Regions from separate parts of the Mus musculus genome. Here regions 1, 2 and 3 are each linked to region 4. The links are chromatin contacts, called in public promoter capture Hi-C maps. All regions are on one chromosome and are shown on one strand. The core of a region is the stretch at or near the end of the contact, and the rest is flanking DNA. Distances in the headings are between cores, read along the strand shown.

Region 1 (7,517 bases), core at 1,119-3,618, 710 kb before region 4:
CATTTTCTGTGAGAGCCTGATGCCCTGAGTTCAATTCCCAGGACCCACAGGAGGCAAGAGAGAACTCGATTGCCTCATGTGCCGAAGCATGGAAGTGATCCAAGCTGTGCAAAGATCTATATTAAAAAATCACAAAATAATAGCCGAGAAAAGTTAAACATCTAAACCAGTGGTTCCCAACCTGTGGGTCAAGCTCCCACTGGGGTCACAGATCAGACATATTTACAATTCATAACAGTAGCAAAATTATAGTTATGAAGCAGCACCAAAATAATTTTATAGTTGGGGTCACCACAACTTGAACTGTATTAAAGGGTTACAGCGTCAGGAAGGTTGAGAACCGCTGCCCTAAATGAATGAGGAGGCCTCCAATAATTATGGACTGAATGACTCAACACTCAAATTGTTTCTCCCCAAACAATCTTCAAGTTAAGCACTGTCTCAGGCAAGACTTTCCTACAGAAATTGACAACATAATTACATAATTGTATGGAATGGACAGGGATACAGGTCAATGCAAGAGATGAATCTTTCTTCCCACCACAGGGTCAGTTTCCATTACACAGATTTATTGTGACATACACACACACACACACACAAGCACATACATACATATTTGGCCAGATGTAGTGAAACATGCCTTTAATCTCAGGAATCAGAGGCAGGCAGCCTGGTCTACATAGTGAAACCCTGTCTACAAACAATAATGTATTTCTTTGAGACGAGCTCTCTATCTTATGTAGCTTCTTCCTTGGAGAAGACGTTCCCCTACTCTCAGCACTCCTTGGCTGCCTGTAATTGCAGCTTTGAAGCTCCATAAGCTCCACTTCCTCTGCCCACATGAGCATGTCTACTGGCGTCGTCCTTGTTCAGGCCATGTGTTGGCAGCCGCGTTAGGAAGACCTTATGGCCGCAGCTTCTGACATTTCTAGGAGACACAATCTCACAGGCAAATCCTCTGTTCTTCTGGCTCTTCAAGTCTTCTGCCCACTCTTCAGCCACGGGTTGTAGTTTCCCTTAATGGTCTTCATCTGCTGCAGAGAGAAGCTTCCTTGATAAGAGGTTGTTGGGAACTGGAGAGATGGCTCAGCAGTTAAGAGCACTGACTGCTCTTGCAAAGGTCGTGAGTTCAAATCCCAGCAACCACATGGTGGCTCACAACCATCAGTAATGAGATCTGACGCCCTCTTCTGGAGTGTCTGAAGACAGTTACAGTGTACTTAGATATAATAATAAATCTTTAAGAAAATTACCCATACACATAAAAAAGTGCCCAGCCATTGAGCTAGTCAAGGCATATCAAAATTAGCTTGGGGTGTGTGTGCCTTTCATTGGTGAATCCAGAGCGCTCTTGGGTGAGTGCAGCGCTTTCCCCAATGGGAACCAAAGTGGTTTAACTAATTTGCTGTTGTAAGAGGTGAGGACTGTGCTTATTTTATGAAAATAAGCATAGATATTAAGGATGTAGTTAGGGGTTATGCTGTTTAGTAAAGCAGTGGTTATAGGTGATAGGTTTTTTTCTTCAAAATCCATGACTTCAGTAGTCTTGGGTAACTGGCTAGGTGTCCAGGAGCAGACATGATTTCCCTCTCGTTGAGAAGATCTTAATGTCTAATTAGAGAGCTGTTGGTTACTGCCAAAGTATGCATGGCACTATTGCACCCTTACAGTTACTGTGCCATGCTGCTTGTGTGGTTCATGGGTGTCAGAGCTGGGTAGGGCTCTTGGTTGCTTCCCTTCTTTGGAAGCTTGCATGAAGCCTTCTGGTACCAGGAAAGCTATAGTCCTCAGGCAGGATTTATTGTTACATTGTATTTATTATTCATTTATTTATTATTTGCTTTGAGACAGTTTCTCTCTACGTAGTCCTGGCTGCTCTAGAACTCACTACACAGACCAGGCTGCCCTCAGACTCAGAGATCTTCGTGCCTCTGCCTGCCAAGTGCTCGGATGTAAAGTATGCACTACCACGATCTGTAGCGTGAACTACATTTAAAAGGCAATCCATGCTACGGCCGGCAAGGCACTGGCGGACAGGCCACCCGGCTCTCTAAGTTCCCATGGCCGGCCGCCGCCACCCCCCTCCCCCAGCCCCCCATGCTTCCAAATTCCTGTGGCAGGCTGGGATGCCCTGCCACCATACCTTTCTCTGGAACCCAGCTGAGTCGCCTCATGAAGGAAAACACCACACAATCTTAGTTTAGAATCAACAGGCAATACAATCGCTGGGTGCAGAAACTAGCATCCTGATTTTGTAAGCTATTCAAATTATAAATCCTCCAGGTGGTGCATCCCAGTGGATCTGCCACCTAAACCAGGAACCTCTTTCTACCTACATTGTGTACTCCACACTCTCTCCTGTCCAAAAGGAAGTCTCTTTCTCGTGCTTCCCTCTTCCTCTCACCGACCCAGAAGTCCCGCCTACTACTCACCCAGTGATTGGTCCCTTGAAATCTTTATTCATTAGGGGAAGATTTCTGCCACAGTGCTCTGCTACTGTTACCTTTAGGTGGCGCACGCCTTTAATCCCAGCACTCGGGAGGCAGAGGCAGGCGGATTTCTGAGTTCGAGGCCGGCCTGGTCTACAGAGTGAGTTCCAGGATAGTCAGGGCTATACAGAGTAACCCTGTCTCAAAAAACCAAAAAAAAAAAAAAAAAAAAAAAAAAAAAAAAGAACCAATTTCTAGGGCTGGGGCTGTAGTTTAGAGGTAGACAGCTTCTCTGGTATCCAAGAGGCGCTTGGCTCTTCCATACTACCAATAAACAAAAACAGCCTCCGAGCTGGGGAGATGGCTGAGTGAGATGCCTCAGGAGTGTAAGGGCTTGATTTTGAGTCTCCACGACAGTGCATGTGGGATCCTGTTCCGCCTCCAGGGAAATGGGAGGCAGAGATAGGAGAATGCCCAGATGCTCACAGGCAGCTAACCTGGGGTACACATCAACTAGCAAGGTGAAAGGTGAGTCCCAACAGCTGGGGTTAGCCTCTGACTTCCACATACTATAGCACAGGCATCTACATGTCTACATACACACATCATGCACATGCAAATCACACACGGTCACATACATACACTCTCATACACACACACTCTCACACACTCATACACTCAAACTCTCTCACACACACATACACTGTCACACACACACTCTCACACATTCACACCCACCCACACATATGTACTCACACTCTAACACACTCTACACACGTACACACACTCTCCCCACACACACATACACTCACACTCTGACACACACATACTCATACACACACTCCCCCATTCTCTCTCTCTCTCACACACACTCATACACACATTCACACACACACATATAGTCACATTCACATCCTGACACACACTCTACACAGTCACCCATGCTCACATACACTCTATCACACACATTCTCTCTTTCTCTTACACACACACACACACACACACACACACACACTCCTATTCAGTGATGGTGGCTCATGTCTCTAGGGTCTAGCAGTTGCAAGGCTGAGGTGGGATGACCCAATGTCTGCTTGAGCTACAGAGTGAGACCCAATCACAAACAACAAACAAATGAGACTCAACTTCACTGAAGCATATTTTACAAAATAAAACTAAATGAAAAATAAAGTACAGACCCACCCAGAGGGCTTGGGGTTACAGGCATGAGCCACCACACCTGGCTAACTGTATTCCTTTAACATCTTTGTCTAGCTTTGTCTGCAGGTGTCCTGGAGATGGTGGGCTGGGTTCTATTCCTTCTTGAATAAATTTTCTGAAGAAGCAACCATTTTGTTACAAGTTATTTATTTATTTATTTATTTATTTATTTATTTTTGGTTTTTTGAGACAGGGTTTCTCTGTGTAGCTCTGGCCGTCCTGGAACTCACTCTGTAGACCAGGCTGGCCTCGAACTCAGAAATCCACCTGCCTCTGCCTCCCAAGTGCTGGGATTAAAGGGGTGCGCCACCACGCCTGCCCAGCTTGTTACAAGTTATTTTAAGTGGATAGAAAGTTAGCCTTAGTCATACAGATTTAAAAAAAGACACAAAAATGAAACAAACAAAAAGACTCCATTTGCCCCATTTAAATTTATTTATGTAATTTTTGTGTGCTGGGTAATAGTTGTACCTCTGAGCAGGCCCTTGTCCCCTATTTTGACTTTTGATGTCTTAATTTACCTCATTCTATACTGTCAATCTCTTAACAAGCTAATGTAGCTGTCCTTTGTATAAGCACATAGTGGATTTTGCTCCATGCTTACAGTGTCAGCGTAGTCTAAATATCGCTATGTTCACTCTTACAAGTAAGATTTGTCCTCCTAGGTGCTCTGATTGATGTATTAATCTCTTTCTCCTGGTGGTTATGACTTCTCTCAGCTTTTAGAGGTATTTTTCTCTTTCCTTCATTTTTGGCAGACCATTTGGCCGGGCCTGGTACTGTTGGTTGACAGTCTTCTCCTGAGCACACGGTATACACCATCCCCCTCTTTTCTAGCCCCAGAATGTTTCTGTTGAGAAATCTGCTGATGGGCAAATTACAAACACAGTTTGTATTATTCACTTCCGTTTTCTTCTTGCTTTGGAATCCTTGATCTCTGTGAGTTTGACTCCTTCGGTTGGGTTCCATTTCTGTTGAAACAGACCAGTGACTTTTAACCTCGCTGGAGTTGGAGGATCCTTGGCCTCTCTCAGGCAGGAATGCTTCCTCTTTAGTGTGGGCCAGCTCCTTCCCTGGAGGCAAATGGCCTTTGGTTCTGTCCAGCTTACCCCCTCCCCAAATAGCAGGGCTTTGAGGCTGGGGACTAGTTTCCTGTCCCTCCTCCAGGAGCATCTAGCTTTTGCACTGTAGGAGCAGACTGAGAATCTGTGACCTGGTGCAGAGGGAGCCGGCCCCAGTGGCCTGGGAGAGAGTGCAGAGGATTGTGATCTCCACAGGCCTACTGCCCTTTAGAAACATGGTAAAATTCTAGCCACTTTTTTTTTTAAACTTTGCTTTTTACATTTGTTAGCCAAATACTATAGATCAGGATCTCTTATAAGCAACAAAAACTTGACTTCCACATTTCTCTGGGGTTTGGGAAGCCCAAGGTGAGGTAGCTAGCAATGCAGCTGAGGAGGGCTTCTGGCTGTGGATGCCACCCATTCTGGTTTTGTTTTGTTTCTGCGACAAATCCCATGATCAGAAGCAACTTAGGGAAGAGCAGGATTTGTCTGTCTTAGCCTTCCTGGTTCCAGTCTGTCTTAGCTAGGCTAGGGCTTCTGTCACTGATGAAACACCGTGACGCCAAAAGCCAGTTGGGGAGGAAAGGGTTATTCAGCTTATACTTCCACAGCACTGTTCATCACTGAAGGATATCAGGACAGGAACTCAAACGACACAGAATACTGGAGGCAGGAGTTGCTGCAGAGGCCGTGGAGGGGTGCTGCTTACTGGCTTGCTTGCTCAATCTGTTCTCTCTCTCTCTCTCTCTCTCTCTCTCTCTCTCTCTCTCTCTCTCTCTCTCTCTCTCTCTCTCTCCCCACCTCCTTTCCATTGTTTGTTTTTCAAGACAGGGTTTCTCTGTGTAACCCTGGCTATCCTAGAACTTACTCTGTACACCAGCTAGCCTCAAGCTCAGAGATCCACCTGCCTCTATCTCCCAAGTGCTGAGATTAAAAGACATGTGCCACTACTACCTGGCATTAGCCTGCCCTCTTATAGAACCCAGGACCACCCTCCCAGGGATGGTACCACCCACAAATTAATCACTAATGAAGAAAATTCCTCATAGCCAGGCAGTGGTGGCATATGATCTTAATCCCAGTACTTGAGAGGCAGAGGCAGGTGGATCCATCTTTGTTTGAGGCCAGCCTGGTCTACAGAGTGAGTTTCAGGACACCTAGGACTGCACAGAAAAACCCTGGCTAAAAGAAAAGAAAAGAAGCCTTACAGCCAGATCATATGGAAGCATTTCCTCAATTGAGATGTCCTTCCTTCGAGATAACTTTAGTGCGTGTGTCAAGTTGACATAAGATTAGGCAGCACATAGTCCATCACTGAGGAAAGTCAGGGCAGGAACTCTTAAGCAGAAACTTGAAGCAGAAGCTATAGAGGAGCCCTGCTTGCTGGATTATGTAGCAGGTTTATGCTCAGTTAGCTTTCTTAGACAGCTCAGGGCTGGTGCCTGCCTGCTTAGGGACGGTGCCACTCACGGTGGATGGAATCTTCCTAGTTAATTAACAAGCAAGACAGTCCCTCTCAGACATGCCCGTAGACGAGTTTGATCTGGACAGTCCTTTGGCATAGATTACAGTCACCTGTAATCTATGCCAAGCTGGCAGTGAAAGCATTAGTGCCTTTAGCCAAGGCCTCACCTAGTAGGAGCCAGCTAGCTCTTTGGTATCTTTGCTATAAGGTTACATGAAGACTTTGGTCACCTTCCAAAGGCCCCACTTTGCAACATTGTCACATGGGTGATTCAGCGACCTGATACCCTGCAAGACAAATGCTTCTTCAGTAGCGGGTCCCTTCCATGGAATAAGACCTCCTTCCTCCCTCCAAGACCACACCACGCTTGTGTCTGCATTTCTCCAGAAGTTGCGGGGCCTAAGGCATTCTTGTCCTCCTTCCAAGAATGTCTTGCTTTTGAGCTATAGAATAGACGATTCTGGAAAGCAACTGGGTTCAAGGCATTTATGGGAGAAGGGCTCCCTGGGTGGCCTTGGATGAAGCCAATCTCATGTTTTTCCTGCTGTACTTGTCAAGAATGACAAGAATGTCTACTGGGCAGGATGTCCTGAGATAAGAGTTGTCTGAAACTGCCTGTACTCTGTCATGCCCCATCCCCACCCAGGGCGAGCCCAGGGCAGGCGGGCTGAGTTTTGAGTCTCTCCAGCTGCAGTGTTAAGTGGGAGCAGCATATGAGATGCTGTCTGCCTCAGTCACTGTGTTGAGCCTTGGAAGACCCACTAGTCTAGTTGTGACCCCTGGAAGTCTCAGGTCATTTCATGTGATGTGATGTGACGTGTGTATGTATGTAAATGTAAGAATATACATGTATGTGGCAAAATATGTGTATGTATATATGAGTATGTATGGAGAAAGCAGATATGTGTGTTGAGTGTGTATAAGAGTGTGAATGTGTGTGTGGGAGGGTGTATACCAAGTTACTCCACAGATTTCAGGCTCCCACAGGGTGGCTTGTTCCTAGAGCAGCTTCAACGGACCCTGCAGTGGGTCCTGAATGTTTCTTCAAGCAGGTGGTCGCCCTTCAGAATCTGATCTGCCTGGTGGCCATGTGACCTCAGTTCTCGGATGGATTCAAGGAAAGTTACAATTTTGAAGAGGTGTCTGTCTCTCTTTCCGGCAGGGAGGGAGATGCTCTGCCACAGCCGCCCATTTTCTAGGGAAATGGAACCTCCTGGGAATCAATCTCTTAAGACTCAGGAACTTTGATTTGTTTCTAACAAAGCGACCATATGGAGCCTCGAATGAAAACAATACCATACACAATGTTTCCAAAGAGAGAGAGACTCACACACCTGCAGA
Region 2 (6,547 bases), core at 2,010-4,509, 930 kb before region 4:
TTTGTACCTGGAGGCCCTTTCTTTTTAATTATTTCCTTAATCTAAATTCTAGGAAGTAAGTTATTCACACAAAGGATATAATCCATTTTATGACTTTTTATACGCTGGCCTAATGACCGCTTAAGGAAGAAAAGAGGCCTAAGTATATTATGGCTTTGGGAACTTTTTTGATGGGCTCAAAGTGACATCAGCTCTCTAAGAAGTCAAGAGATAAGCTACAGTGTAGCTAGATGCCCATAGTCACTCCCCCAGAGTCCTGACTCCTGAAGTTTCTGTCACAGTATCCAGTCTTCATAATAACTTCGTTAGACTGAGTATCGATGCCCTCAGTAGACTTCACAGATTTGAGCATGAAGCCTGGTCAGGGGCAGTAAGTTATGAGGTGCCACTGGAGGAGTGACGCTTTCTTCAGCCTTAGCACAGGGCTGCTGCCCTGGAGAGCCTTGTCAGCTCCCCTCACCCTGGAGCTGGGCTGGGCTGCCTTGGAATTCACTTCAGAGCCAGCTAAGGAGCTGCTCCAAGCAGTCTGCCTGCCTCCAAGCCTCGCACCTTGTGCATGACCAAAGATGGAATCCTTGAGCCCCATGCCCCACCTGACTCACTGTATTGGAACCAGCCACACTGGGCTCTCTCCAGAAGCCAGCTCCTTCTCCGGAGGAGGAAGTTCTGCCAGCTCTGAGGATGGGGGGCGGGACAGTGAGTGAGGAGTGGCTCCTGCTTTGAAAGGCTTCTAGAGTCAGCTGAACTGATGTGAGACCTGGCTATCCTGCTGGCCAAGCACATGAGCTTCCAGAGGGACCAGGTCAACAGGAAAACGAAAACATTTGTGTGAGACCCACTCTGTTTGCATGGTTGGCCATCTTGTAACCCTTGTGTGTTTTTCACGTTGTGAAAGTCATTTAAAGTAGAGGAGCAGCAGGGCTAAGATGGAAGAAAGAAATGGACAGTCTCTGGTGGACAGGGCTTACCCATAGAACCGAGTAATGCATGCTTAGTTAGTTACATTTAAAGTATAAGACGCAGGGAAGCCAGGCATGATGGTACAGGCCTGTAATCTCAGGGTTCTGGAGTTGAAGACAGCAAGATCAGGAGTTCAAGGCCAGCATAGGCTACATGAGAACCAATGTCAAAAAGTAAAATCAAATACATAGTAAATAGAAAAAAAAGTGAAATTTTGTTTTGTGTTAAAATAAAGAATGAATTGTGTCATTAGCCACTTTGTATCACTATTATCAGTACTTCGGGAACTTCTTCACACTCCTAGACAAGAACTCCGCATCCTACCTGGTTTCTACAGCTGCTCTGCCAGCTTATGCCCCCATCAGCAGCTGTGGGGGTCTGGAGGAGAGTGGCTCATGTTTGAAAGCCTGGTCCCTAGTCGGTGAACTTGAAAGACCCACAACGTGAGGACTCCCCCACATTCTGACTCAGGAGAGGCGACACCCCAAAATCACCAACGAGAAAACGGTCTTGCTGCAAATTGCAAGAGGATTTTTATTCAAGAGCGCTCTCGGGCCCACGGTCATACACCACGCAGGGGTAGAGGACTGTGGCGCCCCGAGTAGCTGAGTAAGGGGGTATTTAAAGGAAAGAACCACAACTCAAGGAGGTGGGAAGGGCGTTGTTGGAAAATACCAAAAATACCAGTTAAGAGTCACAAGGAAGTACAAAGTCACAAGTGTCAGGTTATCTCTCAAGACAGTTTCTAAGAGCCCCTAACAATCTAAGAGCCCCTAGCAATAGCACCTTTGCATAGTGGGTTCCAGTAGTGGTCAGGGTGGGTCAGGGTGACTTTCTTTGAATGAACACTCTTTGAACCCAGGAAGCGGGTGGGTGGAGGAAGGAATGTTGCTATCTGCTTTATGATTAGCATACCTTGGAGCATTGAGTTTATTACTCTTTCAAACTGTTTGAGAAGGATTTTGAAGTGTGGCCCCTTTGGAGGAGGTGAGGCACTGTGAGGGGGACTTTGAGGTTTTGAAAGTCCACACTAGGCCCAGACTCTCTGCCTGCTGACTGTGGGTCAGGATCTAAATAAAGCTCGCAGCTACTGCCTCGATGCCATGCCTGTCTGCATGCTGCTGCGATGATCAAGGACCAGCCGTCCGAACCTGTAAGCGGGCCCTCAATTAAATAGTTTGTTTTGAGAGTTGCCTTGGTCGTGGTGTGTCTTCACAGAATAGAGCAGTAACTAAGACAGCAATGCACACAGCTTCCAGTTTCTCCACAGTTTTACTGATGCTTGGTGCCCACCTGTGCTTCTTGGTATACTTTTTTTTTCTTCATTTTAAACCCCACTCTGTGTGTGTGTGTGTGTGTGTGTGTGTGTGAGAGAGAGAGAGAGAGAGAGAGAGAGAGAGAGAGAGAGAAAGAGAGAGAGAGAGAGAGAGAGAGAGAGAGAAACTTGGGGCAGTTGGTTCTGGGCTTCCATCAAGTCTATCCAAGATCAAAATCAGGCCCCACGGAGACTTGTCACCAACCTCACCCTCCTGGTTTTGCCCACACTGGCAGTTTGTGTAGCACAGGCTGACTGTGAGCTCATCTTCTAGCTGACTACTGGGATTGCAGACTTGAACTGACTGCCCCTCCCCCCACTTATTTAGTTTGTTTTTATGCTGATTTTTAGGGGTCAGAGGCACACTTGCTGTTGGTAGTCTAAACATCCCCACAGTTCCTAAAAGCAGCCAGGTACGCTCCTCCCCACAGTTACCTGGCAAGAGCCAGGTAGGCCTGGCCCACTATAAAAGGGGCTGCTTGGCCCCTCCTCCTCTCTCTCCTACTCTTGCTTCCCGCTTGCCTCCCCCCACCCCCCACCCCCTTTCTCCCTCTCTCCAGGTGGTCATGGTAACCTCTAATTCTCTCCTCTCTGCCTTTCTCTGCCTCTACTATTCTGTTAATTCCCCTCCCCATACCCTAAATAAACTCTGTTCTATACCAGTGGCTGGTCTCTTAGGGGGCGAGGATGCCTCCTCATAGGCCCGCCAGGGCACCCCCTTCCCCCACACCCAGATAGAACATATTCTTATAGCTCTTTCTCCTTTTATGATCACAACACTCGCTACGGCATGTACCTGATGGTCAGAAGACAGCTTTCGGGAGTCTGATCTTTCCTTCCATCATGCGGTCCCAGGGATCAAATTCAGGTTGTGAGGCTTGGAGGTGGCAGGTGCCTTAGCCAGCTGAACCCTCTCTCCACCCATGCTCTGTTATATTGTTGCCGCGTGGAAGTTCTTTGTCTATCGGAATGCCAGACCTTTACTGTCAGTATGACTCACGAATGTCTCCATCCATTCTCTGGGCTGCCTTTCACTCTCCGAGGAATGTCCTCTGTGAACAAAAGGTCTTGATCTTTTTGTGGAGTTTAATTGACTCCTTTCTTTTGTAACTTGTGCCTTTGATGTCACATCCCGGAAACCACTGCCAAACCCAGTACCATAGAGATTTCCCCCAAGAGAGTCCTAATGGTTTTATAGTTTGGACTCTGAAATTTAGATCTTGGGCCGGTTTGAATTAATCTTTGTATGAAGTACAAGTTGGTTTGTGTTTGTGTGTGGACACTGTTTCTTGGTAGCACTTGTTTAAAGTCTGTCCTCTCCTGCCTGTGAATGTTTATTTGGAGCTCTCTGTCTGTCTGTCTGTCCGTCTGTCCTCATGTCAGTAGCTCTGCTTTGATTACCTTAGTTTTCTAGTAAATTTTGACAACATGAAATAAGTTCTCCAACTTTTTTTCAAATTAAGTTAAATTAGTTTTAGTAATTTGACAGCATGCCACTTCATCATATAATCAACATAAACGTTGTTGATGAGGTTGTTTACATTCGTTCATAATAAGGCTTGAAATTTGTCTGTATTTAAATTAATTTAACTGTCATTCAGTTCAGACTAGCCACACCTGGGGCCACATGTGGATCATGAGCACTGCATTGTGTGGCTCAGAGTTCCCTGGGGAGTGCACGGGATGGCAGTCTGTGACATCTGTGACAACCAATACCACAGTGCATTTGTCCCTTTAATGTTGGGGTGGCAAAAGGAAGCCATTTGTAGGTGCCTCAATAAAGAGGCAAAGGGGGAGGATGACACAAAGGCCTGATGGGGAGGGTGACCCTTGTGCTCAGGCTTGGAGTTAGAATAGGGTTTTGAACAGCAGGCATGGGTGGAAGGCTGCTCTGGACAGATCGCAGCTTCATGGAGGACTCAGGATTCTTGGAGAGCCATAGGCAGTTCTTCCAGCGTCACCAGGGTCTTAAGAGTGGAAGAGGATGGGGCTGGAGAGATACCTTAGTAGTTAAGAGCACAGGCTGTTCTTCCAGAGGACCAGGGTTCAACTCACACTTGTCTATAACTCCACTTACAGGGGATCTGACAGACATATATGCAGACAAAACACCAATGCACATAAAATAAAAATAAATCTTTTTTTTTTTTTAAAGTGGAATAGGAGCCAGGTGGTGGGGGCAAAAGCCTTTAATCCCAGCACTCAGCAGGCAGATCTAGGCTAGCCTGGTCTACTGAGGAAGTTCTGGGATAGCCAGGGCTACACAGAGAAACCTTGTCTTTAAAAAAGAGACTAGGAGAGGGCTGGTGAGAGGAGAGGTGAGCTGAGGCTGGCTGGTCTCCCTGTTACCTATCTCTCAGCTTTCCACTTATGGGCTGGGCTTTCCCTTATCACTGTGTCTCTCCATTCAGACCTGTAGTTTAGAGTCCGGTAAGGCACATCTGCATGCCATCATGTGGGAGTCACAGTCAGGAAGGGAGCCAGATCTCTGAGTTCCAGGATAGCCAGGGCTGCTTAAAGGGACTGTCTTGGAAAACAAAACAAAAAACCAAAATGTAAATAAATAAATAAATAAAATAACAGCAACAATGAGCAATTTAGAACTTAGCGCTTTTCTCTGCTTTACTTTTTACTTGGTCAAGTTAAACGGGGCTGGGTCTTCCAAGGTTTGTTTATGTTCCATCCCATCTCCGCATCTTCCAGTTTCCCTTCCTGGCCATGTGGGTCCCTTTCCCACCCTGGAGTCTGCTTTTCTTTCTATCTAGAATATTCTTCCCTCAGATTACAAGTGTGAGTCACTCTACTTCTGCCCTGTTCCCATCTCTGTTTACTTTTATAAGACCTGTGGCATCCACAGAGGTCTCCCCTCCCACCCCATATGAGATCAACCGTCTCCCGAACAGTTTCTCTCCCCCTGCAGCCTGGCTCTGTGGTCTGCTGTCTGCCTGCATTCGGAGCAGAGCTTTGAGAGCAGGCATTAGCCTGTCTCTTTTTCTTCAGCCTTTGGTATCCCTAAGTGTTACATCACGAAGTGAATGAATAGACAGAGTCAGCCAGGTAGTCGGTGTTCCTGAGCTGGTAGGGTGCTTGCTCAGCATTCGTGAGGCCCTGGGTTCCAGCCCCACACTTAGGGCAGAAGCAGATCAGAAACTCATGGCCATCCTAGCATAATAGCAAGCTCTAGGCCAGCCTGAGATGAGTGAGACACTATCTCACAAGCAAAACAGAGCAAAATACAGAGATGTGCAGGTCTTTATAAGAACGTTGGGAGATTTTTGCATTTGCTTATTTATTTTTACTGGCTTTATATTCAGAGAACATCAAACATTTACAAAGTTGAATGGATGGTTTATTGTGCACATATTCTCCAATTAGATTCAAGGATGTTTCTGCCTCTCTCAAGTTGCTTCCTGATCTTGCGTGTGTGTGCCTATAGCATATGCATGTACACAAGTGGGACCTCTCAAAGATCACATGGAGAAACCTGACATTCACTCTCTCCCTTAGAAGTTGGTGCTGGAGAGTGGTGAATCTCGAGGTGCCTGGCAGTGGTGCCTTGGGCCATGGCCTCCGACCTGGGCTTCTCACCTCCCGAGGTGCCTGAGCCCACCTTCCTGGAGAACCTGCTGCGGTATGGACTCTTCCTGGGAGCCATCTTCCAGCTCATCTGTGTCCTGGCCATCATCGTACCCATTCCCAAGTCCCATGAGGCGGTAAGTCCTTCCCTGGGACCTCAGCTTTCTAGATGGCAGGCTGGATGGATTCCTGTGGCAGGAGAATCGCCACAGACAAGATGGGCAGGGGCTGTGTGACCCCTGTCAAGTTAACTTGCTTCCTGGAAGACCACCTGATGGATGAGGTCACAGACGCACCAGAAGAAGGCGTCAGATCTCGTTATGGATGGTTGTGAGCCACCATGTGGTTGCTGGGATTTGAACTCCAGACCTTTGGAAGAGCAGTCGGGTGCTCTTACCCACTGAGCCATCTCACCAGCCCCACTGAGTACTCTTAACCAGTGAGCACCCTCTATTTGATAAACATCAACTTATAAAAATTTGAGCAAAAATTTAAATATTTTTCATTTTCACATTATATGTATGAATATTTTGCTTGCGCATGTTCAGATGCCATCTGTGATTTTGAGAGCCACCATGTGGTTGCTGGGGAGTGAACCCAGGTCCTCTGCAATAGCAACAAGTACTCTGAACTGCTAGGCCATCTCTTTAGTCCCGTTTTAGTTTCTAAGTTACACTTATTTATTTGTTTGTTTGT
Region 3 (7,099 bases), core at 2,552-5,051, 750 kb before region 4:
CCCTGTGTGCTTCACCCTGCCCCCCACCAACTCAGAAATCCAACACCATGACCCAAATGGACTGCAGCCACATAAAACCACAAAGTAAAGTTTATAAAGCTTTATTAAACATTTCAAACAGCTGTGGAACGAACACACCAGAAATAAAAGCTTTACAACAGCAGTCCGAGTGTTTCACAAGTGTGGCCTCTAAGTCCCACTCCCCAGAAGCCTGCTTCCAGCTCTGTCCTATGCCTGCCCCCCCCCCCCACTTGCACACAAGAGGGGGAAAGGAGGGGGGTACATTTCCGACTGGAAGAACAACCATGCTGATCCCCAGTGGGTAGGGGCCAGGAGAAAGTCTCATTTGCAAACACTTGTTTCTGAAGCGCAGAGAAAAGCAAACAAGTACCAAGTCACCAAATCTTTCTTCCTGTGTTTTCTTCATAGTGTACAGTCTACGTGCGCAGCAATGAGGAAGCTCCTGGTGGGAGGATGATGGCGACTGCTCCCCTGGGTCTTGTCTGAACCACCTTGGAGTCCACTGTGCTGGTCGCTCTGCAATCCCCATGCTAAATAAAAACTGCAGCAGGACCTACTACAGCTAGCTACTACTACTAAACCTCAAAATCAGAACATATTCAATAAAGCTTCTTCAAAAGGAATATACACATGTATTGGTATGTAAACACACACACAACACACATTCACACATACGTGTGTACATACACGCTGACACTAGTGCACACATACATACAGGGCACATCAAAAATATCCAAACACCTACCAAGGGAATCATGGCTGCTATGAAAAATGTAATACTTTCTCATTCACTCAGCCAGGGACCACTGGGTCTACGAGAATACTGCACATCTCCCTCCTGAAGAGCATGCACTGGAGACATGAGGTGGCCCCTTTAGGTCAGCTGAGAGAGACAGGAGGAAGAGCAAAGGGAGAGAGGCTGGGCTGGAAGGCAGGAGCCCAGATACCCAGGCCAAAGAGCAATGTCTCCCCATCGCTTCTTTCTTAAAAATGAGGCAGAGGAAATACTGGAGGTCTGCAGACAACGAGCAGTTGAGACATGATTCCGTCTCACCTTCTCAAAAGGGAACGAAGGATGAAAAAGCGAGGCTCTCGGGCATCAGCAATCTCTTCAAATTTGAGATAAGTGCAAAAACAAGCCCTGTCTTGGACAGGTGCTCCCCAAAAAAGGAAAGGGGTTGGAAGTGAACCAAGGGGAAAACGGGGAAAGGGGACGAGGAGGGAACGAGGAAGGTCTTGACGAGGAAGGGTTATGGAGGTGACATTGAGACTACACTGTATCCACACAGGTCATATCAAGGGTATAGATTCCCCAAATCAATGAGCAAGGGGGTGGGCCAATCCGTCAGCCGGGACCCAGATGGTGACAGAACACACAACCATAAGACCACCCACGACTACAGGACTCTACAACAGAAGCACCGATCAGTGCCATTATTCACATTGTAAGGATAAAACATCACAGGCCAAAAGGCTCCATTAGGAATGTGGTACCCGCAGGACTGCGGGATTTGAAACTCCAATGCTTTATGACCTATGTCAATGCCTCCCCTCCCGTCTTCTGCTTCCTTGGCAAGCTATCTCGGCAGACGTTAGGTGCCCACAACACCGGGGTCATGGGCTGATTCCGGAAGTGGGGAATCGGAGCAGTGGTACAGGAAACAATTTCCCCAGCAGCTATAGCAGATGAGAAAGAGGGCTGCCAGGAAAACCAAGGCACATATTGTGCAAGGTTTCCGTTCCAGGAGGAAGCTGAGCAGGTAGAAGCCCATGAACATGGAGTGGCTGAACCACAGAGCGGGGTTGAGGGGCTTGGGGATGAGGAGGACGGGCAGCAGCCACTGGAGGCAATACATGATCTCTGCCGGGCAGGGCCTTCACCAAGGCTGCCAGGCACCGCTGCAGGAACCGACCTAATGGGAGCCAGCAGGCACAGGTGGCTGCCCTTCGCTTTCTTCGACTCTCTCTCCAGGAGCTGAGCCGCTGTGCTCTCTGGCTGTCAGCCCGGGATCACCAAGGCAGCAGGGATCCTGAAGAGAAAAGTCAACACAACAAACAGACAAAGGACAGACAGACACACACAAAAAACAAAAAACAACAAACAAAACAAACAAAAAAACAGGAACAAATTGTATACTTATTTGGGAAAATGGATCATGGTTAACAACAGCAAATGTGAATGCCCTTTCCTCCCCACCCACCCATGAATGTCTACTCCTATCCAAATTATTACTTAAAGATAGCCTGCTAGGGTGTGTCTTCCCTAGGCTTCTACTGGGGGATCCCAGGAGGACACGGTCCCCACAGTGGGCTGGCTTTGCCTGGGCCCTGCCCAGCAGAGATCATGTATCGCCTCCTGGGGCTGCAGCCCGTCCTCAAAGGTCCCAGACCTCACAATACCGCCCTGTGGCTGCCACAGGACACCATGGGCTTGGTGTTGTGCCACCGTGTGGTAAGGAAAGGCTCTGTATCTAGTCTCACATCTTGCTGCTACTGAGTGTGGTGGAGTATGCCAATTTTACAACAGTTATCTGTGCACTGCCGACCTGGAGAGGCTAGGCAATGGAACCTCAGATCCTGGCAAGCTATGGGAAGATACAGTAGAAAGCAGCCTGAACCATTGTTTGCCTTTTGCAAATAGTTCAGCATCATTTACCCCAAACCAGCCAACTTCTTTGAAAAATAAATTTTTAAAAAAAGAAAACCAAAACCACAATACCCAAACTCAGTTGGACCATTAAACCTCCATCTTTTACTGACATTGAACAGAAATGGGTCTATGAAAGTATTTAATCAAAATTAATGTCCTATCCAAATAGGGGCAAATACTATTTGGCCTCTGTGCCAAGGAGGCTTGCTGGAGAGGTACTTTCTCCAGCCACTGGGACCGTGGGAACCTTCTACTTGCAGATGGCAATTTGGTCTTGCTACCATTATCGCAATTCACTAAAGATCTATAAGACAACGCTAACAGAGGACACAAGCTTTACTTTGAAACTAGAAGACAGTAGCCACAACCCTACGTGGATGTAGCAAAATCCTATTTTGTGTTCCAGCTGCATAGCGAACTCATACAAAGAACCACCCTGGCTCAGGCAGACCTACTAAGGATTAAGAGAAGGGAGCACAAAAAACAGAGGTCCGTATCTGTCCCGCAGAAAATTTGGTCTACTTCTCCATAAAGCTCGCTCCTTTGGCACACACAAAGCACGCCAATCCTTCCTACATCCCTCCCAGAGTAGATACAATTGCTTTAGCTACGAAGAGCAAGAGTGCCGGTCCAGCTCGGGATCGCAGCCACTACCGCCTGCCGGACAGAGCGGGAACCAACAGTCAGAAAAGATCAAAGATTCTCACAAAACAGCTGGCATGGGTTTAAAATTCACGGACTAGTAGGAATGCAGAAAAAAGGTATACATTTTGCTTTCAGAGAGACTTCTGTAACTTCGGCTTTCCATCCGTATGGAAGGTATATTTTGGCGCGGCACTGGTTACGCGGCATGTAGAATTTGTAGGCTTGGGTGTGTCGAACCAAGAGGCTTGCACCCCTACCCTCATTCTACACTGTAGAGCCACGACTTCCCTCCATTTTACACCGAATTTCAAAAGCGGGCAGAGCAGAATCTTCTGGAACGGTGTTAGAGCGGGCTCAGGAGGTGGGGGTCGGTGTGGAAAGAACAGACGGGATTTTTTTTTCTCTCTTGGCGAATGAGGAGCGCCCCCCATCACCCCTCCTTCTCAACATCCCCCAAGCGCGCATGCGCACTTAGGTGGCAAGAGGGTACTTAAGGCACGGCCACCGGGGCTGCGGCATTGCGCCCAGCAGCGGACTCCGAGACCAGTAGACCTCGGCGAACCCTTGCTCTCGACCACCCACCCACTTTCGGAACCATGGCCGCAGTGGCAGCAGCCTCGGCAGAACTGCTCATCATCGGCTGGTACATCTTCCGCGTGCTGCTGCAGGTGAGTATGTACCCGGGCTTTGGGTGGGAGAGGGCACCCGAAACGCGCCCCGGGACCCCTTAATCCATATCGCGATTGCCGCCCCTACCCAACCCATCCTATCCCAATTGCCGCAATCCCTGTGTACCAAAGTGCCGCGGTGGTACTATTTGTCCCCGCCCGTTCCCGTGCCCACATCCTCGCGCAGACCCTGTCCCCAGTGCGCCCGCGCCCAGCCGGGAACAAAGACTCAGGGGTGCGGCGGTCGCCCGCTGCGGACGATCGCGACCAACGCGGTAAGAAATACCCGCTATATTCAGGCTCGATCCCAGGAGGGAGGCGGGGCACTTGTGTGCTGTGAAACTTTACAGTTCGCACAACAGAAAATTTTCACCTTAAAAAATTGCGCAATGCAGGAAATTTTCTTTTAAATACACTATGTACACACATATAACACTTGGGTGGGTGAAAAAGAAGTTAGAAAATGGCACTCCTCAGGAAAAATAACAAAAAGAATCTCAATAAGGGGGAAAGGGAGGAAATAGAGAAAACGCGCATTGCAGGAAAAATAAGCCAGACAAAGGCACTTACTAGGAGAAAAATGGATTAGATAAAAGTGCATTGGAAAAGAAACAAAGAAACGAAAAAAAAAAAAAAAAAAACCGAATTGGAAACACACTAGAGAAAAAAATGCCCCTTGCAGGACAAAAACGGAAGGGGAAAGAACATTTTCAAAAAAAAAAAAAAAAGAAAGAAAGAAAGAAAAAGAAAAAAGAAAGAAAGAAAGAAAGAAAGGGGCAAATCATTTTATGGAAAAAGAGAGTGCGCGATATCGCGCGCAAAAGTGCTTCTCTTAAAGCCAAACTGGAAGAAAGCGCTTTGTGCAAAAAAAAACTATCTACCCCAAGAGCTCCCTTTGCAGGAATCCTGCTAAAGGAATCCTTTGCCAAAGGAATCGCATATTTCCTTCAAGGTGTTCCTGGAATGCTGCATTTACTGGGTAGGATTCGCTTTTCGAAATCCTCCAGGGACACAGCCCATTGCGAGAAGTGAGGTATACTTAAGTTGTGGGTCCAATCAGCTTGCAGCCATGCAGCTCTCAGCACAGTTGGAAAAGCTCCAGCTGCCCTGACTGGTGGACAAGCTGTGCCTCGGCCGCCACTCCAGGCTATGCTGGACAGGCGGGCGGGGCAGGGGGCGGGGCCGGGCGGGCAAAGCAGCAGCAGCAAGCAGCAGTAGCAGCAGTAGCACACAGGATCATGGGTACTTCTCTAAGGGTGGGTCCTGGGTCTCTCACCGCAGGTGTTCAGGTACTCCCTGCAGAAGCTGGCGCACACGGTGTCCCGGACCGGGCGGCAGGTGCTGGGGGAGCGCAGGCAGCGAGCCCCCAACTGAGGCCCCAGCTCCCAGCCCTGGGCGGCCGTGTCATCAGGTGCTCCTGTGCTTCTCGACCAGCATGGGAGCCAGTGCCGCGCAGGAATGGGGGGTCCCCTGTGTTCCCTCGTCAGAGGAGCACTTGCCAAGGTCAGTGAGGGGCCGGTAGGCCCCCAGAAAAGCAGCACCGACAATGATGAAGATATCAGTTCCCTTCCCAGCCCCTTTGCCCCTGTCCCACTACCGGCGGGTGGGAGAGGAGGGGGGAAGAGGGGAGCAACCCTCGAGATATGGGCGTAGGCACCACATTCTGATCTGGACCAAGTCGGAACAGTACCATCTCAGCCGCACAAGATCCTACCATGAAGATCGAACAGCCCATCAACCAGCAGAATGGACATTCTGACATCACCAGCTGAAGCCCTACATCTCGGTGCAGAAGAGAAAGTGTCAACTGTGTGCAGCATGGGGGGAGTGGAGGGCGTGGGTGGTGGAGGAAGAGGGTTAAGAAAACTAGTGGGGCCCCCTTGCTGCCCCTTGCCTATGGCACACATATTCCTGCCTTGCTCCCTCATTTCCCCTTTTCCCCCCGCCTTCGAAAGCCCTCCCCAAAATGTGTCACTTGATTTGGATATATTCAACCAGTAATTGAATCCCACCTTTACCAAAACACGTTCTCTAACCCCCGGCCCTTCACTGATCTTGCTTATCCCTGGTCTCACGCAGCAGTTGTGGTCAATATTGTGGTAGTCGCTAATTGTACTGGTTTAAGTGTGCATTAGTAGTGTCTCCCCAGCTAGATTGTAAGCTCCTGGAGACAGGGACCACCTCCACCAAAAATAAAAAAATGGACCTCTCCTGTCTTGTAGTGTCCTAGGACCCTGCAGGGCAGTGGGGGTGCACCAAAAAGTTCTTTTGTGGCTTCTTTTGCGACTGCGTCACATTATCCATAAAGCTGGGCAATGTACTCATTGTGGAGGGGCACACCACTTGGAATGGGGAGGGGGACCACAAGAAGACAAGAATAAACTGAGATGCCCATATCTGCCTCATTTAAATCTGTCCTGAGATAAAGGACTATTTCTCATCCGCAATGAGAAGAGTGGAATTCATCTGTCCCAGAATAAGGGACATTTTCCCTTCCCCACGATGATGGGTGAATTTATTTGGTGGTGCCGAGATAAGGTACCATGGCAGGTTTTCTATCTGGGAAAGATGGAGAGAAAATAACTGGGACTGGCCCTCTAAATGGAATACTAAGGGTCATACGGGTTAATTTAAGAATATAAAGCTATACCACAGATCTCTCTACCCAGGAGCCCCAGGAAATGAATGCTGGGCAAGAAGAGGGGGTGGTGGCTGGGACAATGAGCATGAGGTGTGGCTTGGCCCCTCCTCCACCAAGCTTAATGCTCCAGACCCCAGGATCACCCTAAGGCTGGCCATCCTGTCTTGATTTTCCAACCCTCCAGCTGGACACTCCCTCTCTTAGTTTTCTCAGTTCATCCCTAAGGGCCTTATCAGATCGATAGCTTGCCTTTTCCCCTCCCATTGCAGCAGGGAGGGTGGGCTGGCCCCTTAGTTCCCTTTCTTGGTTAGCCAGAGCTGTTCACAAGTGTCAGCTGACTGCCTCACCAAATGGTCCTGCCACCTGTTAAGCCTCATTTCTGGCTTTACCCGTCCCTGTCTCTGCACACCTGCTCCTATGCCAATGAGTTAGAAGGTCACCAGTCTCTCTTGCTATTTCCTCAAACTTCCTAGT
Region 4 (7,518 bases), core at 4,088-6,587:
GGCAAATAGAAAGCTGGTGATGATGTAATAGAACTGGGGGACCATAGTCTAGCCTAAGAAAGCAGCAGAACTCAGCAGTTTTGGTAATGTAACTCTGACTTTAGAGTCAAGAATAGAATGGGTTACTAAGAAAGTTGATTCTGGTTAGCTGGAGCTAATATATATATACAGATGAAGAGACCAGCATCACTGAGATGAAATCTTCTGGGAAGTGTTTTCTGAGAGCACAAAGAAGCTGTGTTCCAGAAATAGATTGTGCTGGCAGCCATACTTAGTCATATGTAAAAGTCACCCAGGTGGTACTGGTTTTAAAGGCATGAAGGGTTCATGGAGAGCAGCTAAGGCTTGGTACTGTGAGAGGCCAGGAAAGGCCATTGGTGAAGATGCAGCCTCAGTTACATGACCCAGGACTAAAGGGGTCATGCCAAAAATCTGAGTCTTGGAACCATGAAGAGATCCTCTGAGAGGCTATTGGTGAAGCCTAGTTGCAGTGGAAGACCTCAGCATAGTGGAGATGCCAGTACCATGGGATGATCACCAAGAACAGCAACAGCAGTGGAGTGGAATTATCCAAAGTCCAAAATGCTACAGAGGGCAGAGCTGGAGAAGTGATTCAAGCCCTTTGGAGGATCTCAGAAAATCATGTGTAGATCCAAGACATTGGAACAAGAAGCTGTATAGTTGAAGTTACCTTGGAGACCCCAAGATGTTAAAGATAACAGATCTGTGGTACACCTGCCAAGGAAAGCGACTAACAAGAAGTAGAACTAGCCCAAAAGAAAGAACTGTGTTGCAGTCAACAAAGATGAAAGGAGTTGGAGATCTGAAGGCTGTCTGTCATCAGACATAGAGATGCAAAGTTTGGAGTTTGCCCAGCTGGTTTTCTCTCTTGCTTTGGTCCAGTATTTCCTCACTATGACGTTTTGGAATGGTAATGCATATCCTATGGTTTTGTAAGTATGTGGTCTGCTTTTTTTATCTTTATTTTATAGGGAATAACAGTTAAGAGATTGTGTGAATCTCAGAAGAGACTTTGAACTTTGAGCTTTTAAACATTATTGTAATTGTGATAGATTATGGGGACTTTTGAAGTTGAACTGAATGTATTTTGCATTATGTTATGGCTAGGTATGGCCCCCATAGACTCATGTGTTTGAACAAGCCTATTGGAGGTCAGGGAGTGAAATGTGGTGGTTTGAATATGCTTGGCCCATGGGAAGTGGCACTATTAGGAGGTGTGTCCTTGTTGGAATAGGTGTGTCCTTGTTGGAGGAAGTGTGTCACGGTGTAGGCAGGCTTTGAGACATCCACGTGCTCAAGCTTCACCCAGTGTGAAAGAGTGTCCCTCTCTTGGCTGCTTGCAGAAGACAGTCTCCTTCTGGATGCCTTCAGATCAAGATGTACAGCTCTCAGCTCCCCCAGCACCATGTCTGCTTGCCTGCTGCCATGCTTCCTACCATGATAATGGACTGAACCTCTGAAACTATAAGCCAGCCCCAATTAAATGTTTTCTTTTATAAGAGTTGCCTTGGTCATGATATCTCTACACAGCAGTGAAACCCTAACTAAGACACAAGTCAAATCAAGACTATAAAAGCATGTTTATTGAGAGATAGCTCTCAGGAAGGTTCACCTATCTCACAAGAGGCGATCAATGAAGTCGTAAAGCAGTGGAGTTTTATGAGCTTAGACTCCAAGGGCTCACCAGCATCAGCACCAGCACCAGCATCAGGGCCATCTGCTCCCTAATGTCTCTGATGAATCTTGGGGCTGTATCAGGGACCTACGCCAGAAAGGCCATCAGTGGGTGGGGTAGGAAATTCAGACCTGGAGCAATAGCACACTGACTGGCAGCTCTGAGGTCCAAAAGTCATTGCTGTGGGAATTTCCCATTCCTGCAAACAGCTCCTGGCTGGGAACACCCTCAAACCATCTGAAATAGGAAAAACAAATTCCCATCCCCACGGTACTGGCTGGATTTGTGTGTCAACTTGACACAGGCTGGAGTTAGCACAGAGAAAGGAGCTTCAGTTGGGGAAGTGCCTCCATGAGATCCAGCTGTAAGGCATTTTCTCAGTTGTTGATCAAGGGAGGAGGGCCCATTGTGGGTGGTACCATCCCTGGGCTGGTAGTCCTGGGTTCTATAAGAAAACAAGCTGAGCAAGCCAGGGGAAGCAAGCCAGTAAGGAACATCCCTCCATGGCCTCTGCATCAGCTCCTGCTTCCTGACCTGCTTGAGTTCCAGTCTTGACTTCCTTTGGTGATGAAAAGCAATGTGGAAAGTGTAAGCTGAATAAACCCTTTCCTCCCCAACTTGCTTCTTGGTCATGATGCTTTGTGCAGGAATAGAAACCCTGACTAAGGCGCCCACCAAGTCTCCAGTTTCCAAACCATCTCTCTCTGCCCTCAAAGCTTCAAAGCCCAGAAGAGTCTCCCATTCAATGCCAGCAATTCACACAGGGAACTGAGGCCTGAAGAGAAGAGGCAGCCCAAGGAAATGAAGAAGGAGCTGAACATAGCAGGAACTCTGGCCAGGTTTAGGGGAAGCAGAGGCTCCCTGGGGACCCTGGACAGACGTACGTACATACGTGTGTGTGTATGTATGTGTGTGTATGTGTGTGTGTGTGTGTGTGTGTGTGTGTGTGAGAGAGAGAGAGAGAGAGAGAGAGAGCTCTGCTCTTCTTCCAAGCCTCTGTCCCTGTCTTCTTATCCTAGTGCCTCCTCAAACAGGCTTTCCTTGACCAGTGTACGGGATGGAACCCCATAGGACTTGCTGGTGGCTGTGTGCTACATCAGTTACCCATCAGAGATTAAAGTACACACCCTAGAGGGCTGAGCAGGTACAGGAAGGAGCATGGGCTTAACCAACGAGGGTCTGGCATATGATGACCTCAACCGACTCGGCTTCCTTCTAATCCCCACCAATGCTTAGCTGTGGCCACACAGTAAAAGACATACCTGGAAATAACCAGGCTTGAGGACCCAGGGACAAAGGCCTCCACAACCCTCTGTCCCCGTGACAAGGACAACATGGTACATGGAGCAGGCAGTCCTGTGGGGTGACCTGTGCTGCACATGCACACAGTACCCCACTGCCTCCAGTCTTTCCTGCGTGTCACATCATTATTCCCTTCCCATTCAGTCTGATGAAGTTACTGAGGCACCCCAAGTTCATGGGAAGTGAACAGGCTCCATCTTTAATTTTTTGAAAATGTTTTAATATGTATAATTATTTTTCCTGTATCTATTATGTCTTGTGCACCATCTGTGTGTGGTATCTGAGGATGCCAGCAGAGGGCACTGGATCCCCTGGGACCGGTGTGAACAGATGACTGTGAGCTGCCATGTGGGTGCTGGGAATTGAACCCTAGTCCTCTGGAAGAGCAGCCAGTGCTCTTAAACCACTGAGCCATCTCTCCAGCCCCAGTCTTCACTTTTGATGAAGAGGAGCGAAGAATCTGCAAGCATGTTTCTAAGTGACCTCTGTTACCACAAAGCAGAATGTGGTTAATGTCACGCTGGGGAAGATGTGCAAGGGACTCTGGGATCTCAGGAAAACACGGGAGTGGTCAGGGAAGGGTTCCCGGAGCCAAGGGTGGAACAAAGTTTGAAATTACTGGAAATTATGGGCAAAAGCTGAAAACACAGGCCCATCCCTACTGTAAATCTTGTTTTCTGCTTTGGAATTTTATTATCTTTACTTACTACAAACATACAAATCTCCAGGACCACATCTCAGTGCCCAGTAAGCTACAGAGTTACATGTCCTGTGTGTGCTGAGAACTCATTCTACCACACAGTTAGATCTTGAGCCACAAATACCCACAATCCTCCCTCCTAAGCAGAGACAGCCCTCCATAACTTCTTGACAATTTTGACTTTGACCAAAGGCATAGAGCCCTTCAATAGTGTCATTAGGAATGGCAAGTCCCACTTATTCCTGCAGTTTTGTCACCAAACCAGACCCAGATGCTGCCCTCTGCCTCTTGGAAGCTGGTCCTTGAGAGATGAGAGCTGGCAGGTGAGATTTATTCAGGTTTATTCAAGGGCTGGCAACCTGGATAGTCCAGGGAGCTCTAACCCTCAAAGCTTCAACATGTTCAACACAAAGAGGTTTCACAGGGAGAGAACAGACTAGACTGTGGGCAGGAAGGCTACCCATTTCTCGCAGTTTTCATGGCCCTGGGTGTGAGTCACTTTTATTTTCCTCTTACTTTCTGGCTGTGGAGCGCTTCAGTTTGGCCTCACATGCATGGGTGCTTTGTTCATGCCTTAGTATTATTCCACAGAGCCTCTGCCTCCTGCGTGCATTAGCTTTACATGCTTAGGGCTTTTCCGTGTCAACCCTCGGGGCAGTTCAGGGGAGTTGTGTTAGTTTATACTCAGGAGGAAAGGCTAAAGAGGACAGGCACTGCATGCTCTGGTGTAGTGCGAGGGTCCCTGAGGCTCTCTATTCTGTAAACCTTAGAGTGCTTATCGGGCAACATCTTTATCATAAGCTGCATTTAGAATCCTGGCACTGGGAAAGTAGAAAGGGCTTGAAGAGGATCAAGAGTTCAAGACCAACCTGGGCTACATAGGAAGACCCCCCTCCCCCATCTCAAAAAAAAAAAAAGAGAGAGAGAGAGAGAGAGGAAGGAAGGAAGGAAGAGAGAGAGAGAGAAAGAAAAGAGAAACAGAAGAATTTTCTAGAATGCAGGGAAACGGGGCACACGTGATCCTCACAAAAGGTAAAAGAGAAAGCAGAATTGGAAGGGTGACACGGCCAAGCCCAACTCTCAGAAGACAGGCACCGTCCCTCTCCCCTGCCGCCTTAGCCGGTGCTCACTCCTCTGCCCGGGTCATGCAGCGCAAGGCAGCTGACACATTAGAACTCGGACTGTTATGTACAGCAAGTTCCAGCTAGGGTCATGGGGCATCAGGATGTTCTGAGAGCTTTCGGGTGGTGTTTGGTTTGGCGTGGTGCTGGAAAGATATGCCAAGCTGCTGTTCAGACAGCTATCCCATTGCAAGGTTGGGAGGAGAAGTCCCTATTTAAACAAACAGTTAAAAGAACGGAGAGCAGGGGAAGACAATCCTACTTTTCCTTCCTGCTTTCATGGGCTGGGCTGTGACCCTGAGTGAACCTCAAATTCCTGTCTGTGACACCAGGCCTTCCTAGCAGAGAGTCAAGAAGGTTGGCAGAGGCAATGCAGAACCTCCAGAGAGTGTGGGGTTTCCCCCTTCTCCATGCAGGGGAGAATGGGAGTGGCTTATCCCCTTGGCACCAGGCCTGCCCTCCTAACCTGTGCAGTGATCACAACAATGACCCTCCCCCACCCCCCACCTCCCACCCCTGTGGTGTCGCAAGAGGGTTCCAGTCAGTGGGCCTCTCTTTCCCTGGGCCTCTCTTTCCTGCTCCCAGGAGCCCGCCCTCCCTCAAGAACCGCCCCCTAGCCCTGGGCCTTGACTAGTTAAGAACACCAGAGCCAGCCCACTCTGTCACAGTCCTCACTCCCCCACGGAGCATCCAGGATGAAGGCTGGGACTGGACCTCTGCTCTCTACATTGCTGGGGCTGCTGTTCCTGTCCATACAGGGAACTGGCGGTGTCAACCCCGGTGTGGTGGCCAGGATCACCGACAAGGGCCTGGCCTACGGTAAGAAGCCATAATATAGGCTGGCCAAGGAGGCGGGACACCAGGCACAGCCTGGATGTGAAGGGCATTGTCCCTCTGGTAGGGAGTCTGCTATACGGGTATGTGGCAATAGCTGCCATCTGGCTGGTCACTCTCCAGATATGTGACCTCAGCCCATAGCTTGTATTTTGAGGGCTGGGGGGAAGGTTTGGGGTCCAGCAGCTGAAGCAGGAGGTAAGAGAGATAAGCAGGTAGCAGTGGGCAGATAGGCTGGGAAGAGAAGGCAGACAGCCGAGGTAAACAGCCCCACACAGCAGCTGGAACCAGTTCTTTGGAAGAGTCTTGGTGGAATTTGAAACCATCACCTAAAACCACAAATCCTAAGTGAAGGCAGTTAGAGACTGGGAGGGCCAAGCAAGGCTACGGACGGGGATGGGATGTGCCCCCTTGGCATCTGAGTGGCAGTCATGTGACTTACCAAACATTAAAACTTATTGATCAGTGATTGCTTCAAGGTGAGCACTCCTTAGGTACCTTTATGCATGTCACTCCCAACTTCCCTCCCTCCCTCCTTCCTTCCTTCCTTCCTTCCTTCCTCCCTTCCTTTTTAAATGTTCATGTATTGCTGTCCTGGGAATTGCACATGCTAGGCAGGTACTTCATCACAGAGCTATGGCCGCAGCTGCACCTTCTCTTTTTTGTTTTTGAATTTTGGACAGCAACTCCCTAACTTACCCAGGCTAGCTTTGAACTCACACTATAGGTAAGGCAGGTCTTGAACTTGTGATTCTCCTGCCTCAGCCTCCTAAAGTAGCCTGGGTTCCATTTCTGCAACACCAGGCTTGATCCAACTTGACAAACTAAGAAAAGGTATTTAACAAGCTACTGAGAGTGACACAGAATTATCGTGTCCAAGGGGTGAGGGAGCTGGGATGTTTGTACAGCCCAGACCTATCACTTCGGTAGAGCCTCCATTGCCTAATCTAATGGAGGTCATAACACTGCTTCAGTTGAGTAGGGATAGTGGGATCTAAAACAGGCTATGGACAGAAGGGAAAATCAGGGAGGGCTTCCAGGGGGAGGCAAAGTAGAACCAGCAATAAGAACTAGCCAGGGACAAAGGGTGTCGTTCCATCAGAGGGATCCTGCCATATACACCCTAAAGAGGAGGTCTCATTGAAAAGGGTGAAAATGGATGTCACTAGTGACCTGTGTGCACTGCCTGGCTGGGTGCAGACTCCTATCAGGACACAGAGCGGGGCCACAAATAGCATTTGTTTGGGAACCCCAAGTCAGGGACATTTGTCTTCTGCCCCATTCCCTGGGCACATGTGCCAAGTGTGGGCACCCAGTGCTGGTTGTGTGGTTCTTTCCACACTTTTAGTAACATTAACCCTCCTTTGTTGTTCTGGGCATTAACTGAACATCTACTGTATGCCAGCCACGAGCTGCGAGCGCCTTTTCTGCTCGACAGGCCAGGCTCTGGGCTCCATAACGCCCATGAGAAAGTGATGCCTGGGAACTTGTTCAAAGCCACTTGGTTAGAAAACTGCCACAGGCAGGATTCTAGCCCTGAAATTCTCCAGTGATGTCTACACAGACCTAGTACTAAGGAGGACAAAAAAGAGGGCCACACCCAGGCACTCAGCACGCCTTTTCTTGGCATGTAGTTGGTAAAGGCCTCTCTGTTCTCGCCTGTAAAATGAGCCCACCCCCTGACAACCCTGCAGGAGGCGATGTGTACCTCCTGCCTTCTGTGCTGCCTGGTGTGAGTGGGCTCCGCAGCCTGTGCTGTGACTGCCGGCAGAAAGCTTCTCTAGCCAGGGATGATGGGAGCAACTGAAGAATTTGGAGCACAGGGCAAGAGGCATGGTGGCCAGACTGACCTCAGTTTTTCCTTG

Evidence for each region. Promoter capture Hi-C pulls out the DNA fragments that hold promoters and counts their contacts.
Region 1: a promoter capture Hi-C map of second pharyngeal arch cranial neural crest shows a contact between it and region 4. The contact joins the promoter of Platr27 here to the promoter of Lbp in region 4. A contact is called at or near these places in 9 of 39 promoter capture datasets (the 3T3-L1 cell line, 3T3-L1-derived adipocytes, the HPC-7 cell line and 5 more), 1 of 484 Hi-C or Micro-C datasets (the G1E-ER4 cell line) and 1 of 115 datasets of contacts at active chromatin or transcription factors (embryonic stem cells).
Region 2: a promoter capture Hi-C map of the SN4741 cell line shows a contact between it and region 4, with 3 times the contacts expected there. The contact joins the enhancer-like site here to the promoter of Lbp in region 4. A contact is called at or near these places in 4 of 39 promoter capture datasets (the 3T3-L1 cell line, the SN4741 cell line, hippocampal neurons and 1 more) and 1 of 115 datasets of contacts at active chromatin or transcription factors (embryonic stem cells).
Region 3: a contact with region 4 is called in a promoter capture Hi-C map of hippocampal neurons, with 4 times the contacts expected there. The contact joins the promoter of Nnat here to the promoter of Lbp in region 4. A contact is called at or near these places in 10 of 39 promoter capture datasets (the 3T3-L1 cell line, the C10 cell line, the HPC-7 cell line and 5 more), 3 of 115 datasets of contacts at active chromatin or transcription factors (embryonic basal ganglia, forebrain and pancreatic cancer cells) and 1 of 9 other capture datasets (adipose tissue).

The regions. Positions count from the first base shown.
Region 1 is chr2:157,594,952-157,602,468 of GRCm38.p6, forward strand. Platr27 (pluripotency associated transcript 27) reads right to left here and starts at 2,369. Exons shown (of 2, transcript NR_166472.1): 1 at 2,144-2,369; 2 at 628-1,034.
Region 2 is chr2:157,373,267-157,379,813 of GRCm38.p6, forward strand. It overlaps Manbal (mannosidase, beta A, lysosomal-like), which reads left to right. Exons shown (of 3, transcript NM_026968.3): 2 at 5,783-5,988. The coding sequence starts at 5,839. Among named protein-coding and RNA genes, the nearest start is that of Manbal, 8.9 kb to the left of the region's middle. Within about 2 kb of position 3,260, at least 89 of the 459 cell types and tissues checked have an H3K27ac peak or open chromatin away from gene starts, as enhancers often do. A contact at or near this core is called in the SN4741 cell line and embryonic stem cells, where this site is marked.
Region 3 is chr2:157,556,277-157,563,375 of GRCm38.p6, forward strand. It overlaps Nnat (neuronatin), which reads left to right and starts at 3,802. Exons shown (of 3, transcript NM_010923.3): 1 at 3,802-3,984; 2 at 4,937-5,017; 3 at 5,266-6,249. The coding sequence starts at 3,913. The coding sequence ends at 5,358. Blcap (bladder cancer associated protein) reads right to left here. Exons shown (of 2, transcript NM_016916.3): 2 at 86-2,051. The coding sequence starts at 1,877. The coding sequence ends at 1,614.
Region 4 is chr2:158,301,156-158,308,673 of GRCm38.p6, forward strand. It overlaps Lbp (lipopolysaccharide binding protein), which reads left to right and starts at 5,338. Exons shown (of 15, transcript NM_008489.2): 1 at 5,338-5,638. The coding sequence starts at 5,515.